Linked DNA regions of Mus musculus: region 2 is linked to region 1. The links are chromatin contacts, called in public Hi-C maps. All regions are on one chromosome and are shown on one strand. Each heading gives the region's core, a stretch centred on a gene start, on an enhancer-like site or on the middle of the called end of the contact. The rest is flanking DNA. Distances are from core to core; before and after follow the strand shown. Region 1 overlaps Lamc2 (laminin, gamma 2). Region 2 overlaps Lamc1 (laminin, gamma 1).

What was found. A called contact is a pair of places that touch in the nucleus more often than the background predicts.
Region 2: a contact with region 1 is called in a Hi-C map of uterus, with 4 times the contacts expected there. The contact joins two enhancer-like sites. A contact is called at or near these places in 14 of 39 promoter capture datasets (the 3T3-L1 cell line, 3T3-L1-derived adipocytes, the C10 cell line and 11 more), 12 of 484 Hi-C or Micro-C datasets (the 3T3-L1 cell line, adipose-derived mesenchymal stem cells, embryonic fibroblasts and 4 more), 10 of 115 datasets of contacts at active chromatin or transcription factors (the NIH/3T3 cell line, acute myeloid leukemia, embryonic basal ganglia and 6 more) and 2 of 9 other capture datasets (adipose tissue and embryonic stem cells).

The regions. Positions count from the first base shown.
Region 1 is chr1:153,125,415-153,129,285 of GRCm38.p6, forward strand. Lamc2 (laminin, gamma 2) reads right to left here. Exons shown (of 24, transcript NM_008485.3): 21 at 3,543-3,742; 22 at 1,592-1,750; 23 at 1,402-1,501. Among named protein-coding and RNA genes, the nearest start is that of Lamc2, 59 kb to the right of the region's middle. Within about 2 kb of position 1,732, at least 79 of the 459 cell types and tissues checked have an H3K27ac peak or open chromatin away from gene starts, as enhancers often do. A contact at or near this core is called in adipose tissue, fibro-adipogenic progenitors, heart atrium and 2 more, where this site is marked.
Region 2 is chr1:153,315,506-153,319,376 of GRCm38.p6, forward strand. All of the region lies in intron 1 of Lamc1 (laminin, gamma 1), which reads right to left. Among named protein-coding and RNA genes, the nearest start is that of Lamc1, 15 kb to the right of the region's middle. Within about 2 kb of position 2,231, at least 56 of the 459 cell types and tissues checked have an H3K27ac peak or open chromatin away from gene starts, as enhancers often do. A contact at or near this core is called in adipose tissue, fibro-adipogenic progenitors, heart atrium and 2 more, where this site is marked.

The sequences.
Region 1 (3,871 bases), core at 482-2,981:
AACAATAAAATTCATCTCCCCGAATGCTAACAAGACTTAAATGGTCATGCCCTGAGAGCTCCTGGCACAGTCCCTGACAGGTAGTAAATGGTTAGCACTTCCCACCACCTTCCCTCTCTCCCTCCCTCCCACTCATGTTCCCTTTAAAGGCCCCATTAATTTCATTACCGTTCTTTAGAATGCTATCCCATGCTGCTAAAATCTTAACTGGGGAGATCTTATCTTTCATCTTTAGAGGACATTTTACTCTCTGGGGCTTCCTGGATCACAAATAGACCCATTAATGTAACAGCACAGAGAATACTGGCCTGTCAGTGATACTCCTCCATGAGGCAGTCAGGCATTGCAATTGTTCTACTGAACCAGTGAGGCATAGCTGGGGTTTCTCCTGGATGCCATGGGAATACGTGACCTAGCTCCTAGTCCCTACCCACTGGAGTCTCCGTTGTTGAGGGCCCCCTATTAACTATTAACTTTAGACTTCAACTTTTTAAACAAGTATTTCTGTGTGCATATACATGCATGTGTGTGTGTTCATGTTCTATATGAGTTCAGGTGCCCATGGAAGCCAGAGAGGGTATCAGATGCCCCTGGAGTGGAGTTACAGATGCCCAGCCTGAGTACTGGGAAAGTAAAGGGGATTCTCTTGAAGAAAGAACACATGTTGCTAGACAATGAGCCAGTTCTGCAGCCCCCAGATTTAGACTTTTAATTAACAGCAGTCTTCTTTGGGTAGTAACTACAGGGAAACCCGATTCCCTGCCATACTGTGCTAGTAAATCTATTCTATCCTAAAATCCATGAATCTCCCCCTCTTTGCACATTTCCTCCAGGTTACTTATCCAGGAGGCTCCTCTTTTCCCAGTTGGTCATAACAGGTATAGGTTTGTTTAGGGAGGAACCTCATCAGATTTAGCAGATGGTCCTTCAGACCAAGGCAGCCCATTGCTCAAGCCTTTCCCTCCCCACTGCTTCTGCTTCATAACTGGCTCCTGTCTGCTTCCAATAGTTCCCACATGGCCTTCTTTGTCTCTAGGCCCCCCAGTCCATAACTTCTCTCTGGTGCAGTGATGTGGTTACTCTCCTCTTTAAGACTGCCCGGGGGCCCCTCAGGCTCAAGACCAGGACCCTCAAGCTGACCAGACTTCTGGGAATTTCCTGGAACACACCCAGTGCTCTGACTCACAGCCCTTCACTCCCAGATACAAGTGCTCAGTGACTCATCTTAGACATGGTAAGACGGAAAATGTAAAGCAACCTGGCCCAAGTGTCTGGGCCCTGAGACAAAGCAGACTTCCAGATGGTCTCAGGGAAAGTTGAGATCCCCTCGCATCCGGACTAAGAATGTCAAGTCCTCTGGGGACAGACCCTGGGCTGGAAAGCTGAGGATGCTCTACAGACCTATGAGGTGTAGGATGCCGTCCAATGTGTTGAGTGTGTCTTGGATGGTAACTCCGGCACTCGTGGCTCTGGCATCAGCTTGCTGGGCTTCAGTAATCACCTGAGGACGAGTGAGTACAAAGGTGTTCTGAGATGTTATTTTTGTCTTGGCAACTAAAGAGAGCGCACATGGAAAGACGCCTGCACTCACCAGCTGCACCGTGTCCTTATCCGTGTCAAACTCCAGCTCCTTTCTGGCCAGCTCCCCCTCCATCTCTCTCATCTCGCTCTTCAGAGTGGCCAGTCCCTTCTCCATGGCCAAGGCCCCATCTGCTGTCACATTAGCTTCCAAGTTCAGACTCCCTATCTCCTGGGAGAATAAAAAGAGCCAGGGACGTGAGGAAAGGGAGGGTGAGGCTCAAAGCATCCCAAGGACAATTGGAGAAAAAAAAACCAAAAAAACATCTGTGCCTGGCTCTGATGGAGCAAGTCAGATGGACAATGAGAGAGTCAGACTTCGGGACACACCCTTCCCCAGGCTGGCCCTCAAGCAAGTTAGTTCAAGGTTAGCTCTCTAGAGACTAGGAGGGTCAGTGCGAAAACACTGGTTCTCTTTCAGTTCGGTGCCTAGAAAATTTCTAACGCAATCAGGAAAGCATTTGAGCAAACCCAGAAGGCAAGAAACACCATTCTCTGACACTCATGGGCTTTATTCCAAAGACTCACCTGGTCTTTGGAACAACTTTACAAGGATTTCCCCAAGACAGTTGTACTTGGAATACAGACCTGGAGTTAACTGTAGTGGTGGGTTTTTGTCTTTGCAGGGAAAAAGTTCATCAATGCCTTTATCAATAAGCTACAATTAAACAGTTGCAGGTATCTTTATGCTTGATGCCATATAAAGGAAGGTTTATGAAACTGCCCTCAAGGGGAATTATTAGAAATTATAGTTTGTAGGTTACCAAGCAGTCTTAAAAGTGAGGTCGAATAGTCTAGATGCCCAAGACCTCTTGACTTCCTGGAGTGGCACCAGCTCCCTAGAAGTCCTTAAGTAAGCAGGAAGGAGGTCACTTTCAGCCGAGAAGCATTCCTTTGCTGGAGCTCTAGGCATAGCAGAGCTGGATCTCAGATCTCTTGAATGCTCGTCAAGCAAGGGACCAGATAGTTCTTATCTCCATCCCTAGCACCAAGCATTCACAGTGCCGGACAGACTAAAATAGGCCCAGCTGAGACAAAGGATATAGAAGGCTGTAGAGCACGGGGATTTCATATCCAGAATCAAAACGCTGATGTCAATTGTTACAAGTTAAATTTACGTCCTAAAACTCATGGTGAAGTCCTAAGGGCTAGGGATGTTTCTCAGAGGGAGAGAGCTTACCAGCACGAACAAAGACATGGTGGATGGAGTCTTTGCTTACACGCTTCTCTCAACTCAGAAGATGGCCTTATTTGAAAACTGACAGTTGCAGATGTAATTAGCTACAGTGAAGTTACACTGGACCCTTAATTCAGTGAGACTGATATCTTCTTATAAGATAAGACTGAGATATGAATATAGTGGCCAGCCTGGGCTACATAGTGAGATCATATCTTGAAGAAGATGAAGGAGAAGGAGAGGAAGATGGGGAGAAGAAGAAGAGAAGGGGAAAGAAGAAGGAGGAAGGAGGATAGAGAAAAGAAGAGATGATAGAGGACTCTGGGGATCACACAAGCAGGGAGTGGACGGATAAAGCTATGCACCAAGGAAGACCAGGATTGCCTGGCCTCCTCTGCAGCTGGCAAGAGGAAAGGAAGAATTCTCCCTGGAGCTGTCAGGAGAAGTGGAGCCCTGGGCGACTAGTTTCTCATCCTAACCTTCCGAACGGTGCAAAAGTCACTTCTATTTTTCTAAGTATTTTCTGATAGCAGCCTTAGAAATCTTCATAGTAAACAACTCTGGGTGTTCTCCACAGTGCTGTTCAAAGGAACATGGAATATGGTGTAATAGCTGCTAGCCAGTGATAGAATCCATCCAGCAGAAGGGTGGGCGTGTAGAGCAGGGCTGCTGTGCCCTCTCCAGGACTCTGAGCCATAGGGGCTGAACTGAGCTGAAACACTCTCTCTCTGGAACAGGGCTGTGTTGGGCACTGCCTGGGGCAGCCCGTATATCCATTTCTCTTTACCTGCTCTATCTCGCTGCTGATCTCCAGGGCCTCCCTAGCTGCGTTCTTTGCCCGTTGGGTGTCGGCAGTGGCGCTCCCCAGGGCCGTTTCTGCTTGCTGGGTCTTGTCACTGGCATCTGCAACCTTCTGGCTAATAGAGGAGAGTCTCTTCATGGCCTCTTCAGCCTCTGCTTTTCTGTCTTCAACCTGCAGATCAAACTCTAGAATGAAGAAAAAAAGAAGAGAAAAGAAAAAAAAAATTGCCACAGAGACAACTGAATGAGAGTGCCTGGTGTTCTGAGGAAAAATTCCTGAAAGGGACCGATTACTAGCTAGGGGTGAGATGCTGC
Region 2 (3,871 bases), core at 981-3,480, 190 kb after region 1:
CCCTCAAAATCAACCGTAAACAAGGAAGGCCCTCTAAGGAATGGCAGATGAGGACCATAATCCCACATCCAGATAGCCCTGAACCACTCACCACAGACCCACCACATAAAAGAAAACCAGGTATCAATGTTTGGTAGATGACTTTCTTGTTGGGGTTCTTTGGTACAGGGGTCTAGTGCTATGCTATTGCAGAAGCTACACCACGTACTCCAACCTACCCCAGACATCCAACTCCAACCCTATCTAAAGGGAAACTCCATCTTGGGAAAACATAAACAAACCGCTGCTGCTTCTTGAGGTCATCTGTACACAGTGGTCACAGTGTCACAGAAGTCTCCATTGAATTCATTCATCCAACGAGCTTTTCTGAGTACAGACTGCCAGACAGAGGATACCAGGCTGTGTGTACACCAGAGACACAAAGCCAGTGGAGGAAGACAGTTAATAGCCCCTCGGTGCCGCATCATTTCACCCAGATTTTAAAGCTCAGATCCTCTCTCCCCCGTCCCCGAATTTTACAGTGTCTCCTGCATAATAGATATTCTAAATATTTCATAAGAGGGACTAAGAAATCACTGAGTTTATATTAGCATCGGAGTATTCATCTAATGGGGTAAATCCTGGCGACAGTACCACACCCCTCACCTCACAGGCCTGCAGCCTTTCCCCTCAAGTTCAGAATCAGATGAACTATAGATCTGGCATAACATAAAGACAAATACAAATACGATGAAGGAGAGTTTGAAATCAGTGGTCTTCCGGGAAGAGCTGAAACTCCACTAGACCTTTAGCAGCTGCATTTAGGGGGCAGTCAAGGGGGAAGAGAGCATCTCTGTGGTGTGCAGAAGCCCACTGTGACTGAAATGCAGAGCCAGGCACACAACCAGCACTGCCTCAGCTTCCACCTAAGAGGCCCAAAGCTCCTTCCCTTCACATCTGCATCACCTCCTGGTGCTTAATGGGCAGTTCTGCTCTGTAGCTTCCTAATTTCATTATTATGTAGAAGATAGCATTTAAATGGCTGGTCCTGACAAGTCTCTGATCAGAGGAGGCAAGAATCTCTATACAGGCTGGAGAGATGGCTCAGCAGCTAAGAGCACTGACTGCTCTTCCTTCCAGAGGTCCAGAGTTCAATTCCCAGCAACCACATGGTAGCTCACAGCCACCTGTAATGGGCATCTGATGCCCTCTTCTGGTGTGTCTGAAGACAGCAACAGTGTATTCATATACATATAAATAAATAAATCTTAAAGGTCACCAGACAGTTGCTTCTGAGAAGGCATTTATATGGACTGTCTTTGTAGTATTCATACGGACTGCTGACATCTCTGTAGGTAACTGGAGTTTCCGCGGTTCCCATGGTGTTTTCTGTTCTTGTCACAACTCTGTGTCCCAGGATTAGCATTAGGGATCTGTTGATAGGTTTGCTCTCCTACTAGACCACATTTTTCTTTCTTCTTCTCTTTGGTTCTTTGGTTATAGACTAGCTATGCAGCCCAGGCTGCCTGGAAGTCAAAATCCTCCCGCTACAATGATAGCCGTGCCGCCTAATTGTTTTTAACCTCCTATTCCTCAGGCACTGCTTAAAGCCATCTTTTAACCCGGTCGTCACCTCCAGTCACTCGTTCACCCCACATGCAGCTTCACTGCTGCTTCAGACAGGACACATCAGACTTTTAGATCCAAGGCACCCTGCGGCCAGAGCTGCCTTCCCGTTTGAAAGGCAAGAATGCCACATTCTTTTCTCTCTCTCTCTCTCTCTCTCTTTCACCTTCACTTCTATCTAATTTATTAAGGCTTAATATTTCCAATGCATAAGAAAAACAGCAAGTCCCACATAAAACATTCCACTGGTTGAGTTTCCAGCCTGTCTCAAGCTGTCAGATGTTCCCGCAGATGTCTACTGCCTAGGCTCATGAATGACCTTTCCTGTCTTGTCTTTTGTTTCTCTGTGCTTCCTTGAGATTTCCTGTTTGATTAGCCACACACTTGGGTGTTCAAGCTCCATGTGTCATTATTCACCATAAAAGGGACTGGGAAAGTAACCAGCCAGTTAAAACACAAAATGATGTAGTAACAAAAACAGCTGCATCTGAGAAGAAGGCCAAGGAGACAGTGGGGATCCAGGCAATCTGTAAATTTCAAAACCAAGACCCATTCAGTCAGGCATGGTTCACAGGCTGCTGACTGGGGCACTGGAGGCCCGTTTCATAACTGAAGCTCACCAGAGCCATGAATGAATCTGCTTTCCGTTACCTCTCAGCCACATCCTCGAGGCCGCCCCCACCCACAGTCGGCCTTAAGGGACTGAGACGGCTTCTCGGTCTCTTTCTCTCACAGAAAAGCCAATACCAACTAAAAGGCTTCCAGAAAAACGTTAACTTCCATTTTATTTCCCAATCTAAGAAACAGGTCCTCGGGCCCTTCCCTAAAGCAACCATGAAAGTCAAAGCAGGACAGATACAGACACAAGAACGGCAAGCACAGGCCGCCGCAAGTCCACATTCTCTAGACATCTGGAAGGTTTGTCTGTTTCCAGAGTCTCCCCTAGTCATGATCCACACCCACCACTGCCGTCTGGGCCAGCACAGCCCAGTTTTACACGGGATGTCATCAAAAACCAAAGCCTTCTCAAGATGACTACCAAACCAAGTGGTTCCCATGTCCACCACAGGTCAGTGCTAACTTCTATCTCGGCATGGGGTAAAAACCCTGACGACAGCAGTAAACATGCTTGAACTTCTAAAGTTGATAAAAGTAAACAAACTTTATCACAGCTGCATTACAGATGTTTCCATAAACTTTCATAATCTGTAAAATTCTAAGAATCTGTAATCTCTTGGGAAGTTTCTATTGCATGTGTTTATCTAAAATACTCACTATAAATTCCAACTCTGCATAGAAGTGATCTACAAAGTCAATCTGGGGCATGCGGTCTCCTGATCGCAACACTTTTCCCACGAAGTGGTCTTAAGGCATCTAACAAGCGTCATCAGTCCCCACCCCATAACCTTCATCCCAGCTTCTCCCCACATCCAACATGAACAACTGCAAGGAAAATTCTTAGGATGCTCGCTTGTATCAAATTATGATCTCATATTAAAACACAAGTCAAAAACTTAGCTGAGCGTGATGATGCACACCTTTAATCCCAGCACTCGGGAGGCAGAGGCAGGCCAATCTCCACGTGTTCAAGGCCAGCCTAACCTTCCCAATGAATTCCAAGCCAGCCAGTTACATGGTGTGACCCTGTCTTTAAAAAAACAAACATAGAACCTCAGGGGATGAAGAGAAGGTTCAGCAGCTATGAGCACTTGCTGCTCTGTCAAAGGACTCAGGTCCAGTTCCTAGCACCTACATCAAGCATCTTATTACTGTCTGTGACTCTGGTCCCAGGGGATTTAACACTGTCCTCTACCCTAGCCCCTAAAAGCATCAGGCTCACCAGTCACAGGTGAAGTCACTAGACCTATCAGACTATTTGATGTGATGAGCAGGAACACCTGAGAAACGCAGCTGAGCAGATTAACTACAAGCCTCAGGCAACCACACCACCATTAACTGTATGCATTACTGTGTACACATGCATGTGGTGGGTACACATGCCATGGTGTGTATATATACTTGTGCATGTCTGTAGGTCAGAGAACAGCTTTATGGGGTCAAGTCTCTCTTCCTACCCTTATACAAGTTCCAAGAATCAGACTCAGGTCCCTAGGCTGAATAAAGTCCCTTTATCCACTGAGCCATCTCACCAACCCCAATTTCCTTGGTATGAGTTTAAAATAAATTAAACTCGAATCCTTTTGTCAAAATATTTTTAACAGCTTAAACTTCCCTAAGGACTGTTGTTGAGTCTTGGGCTCCCACA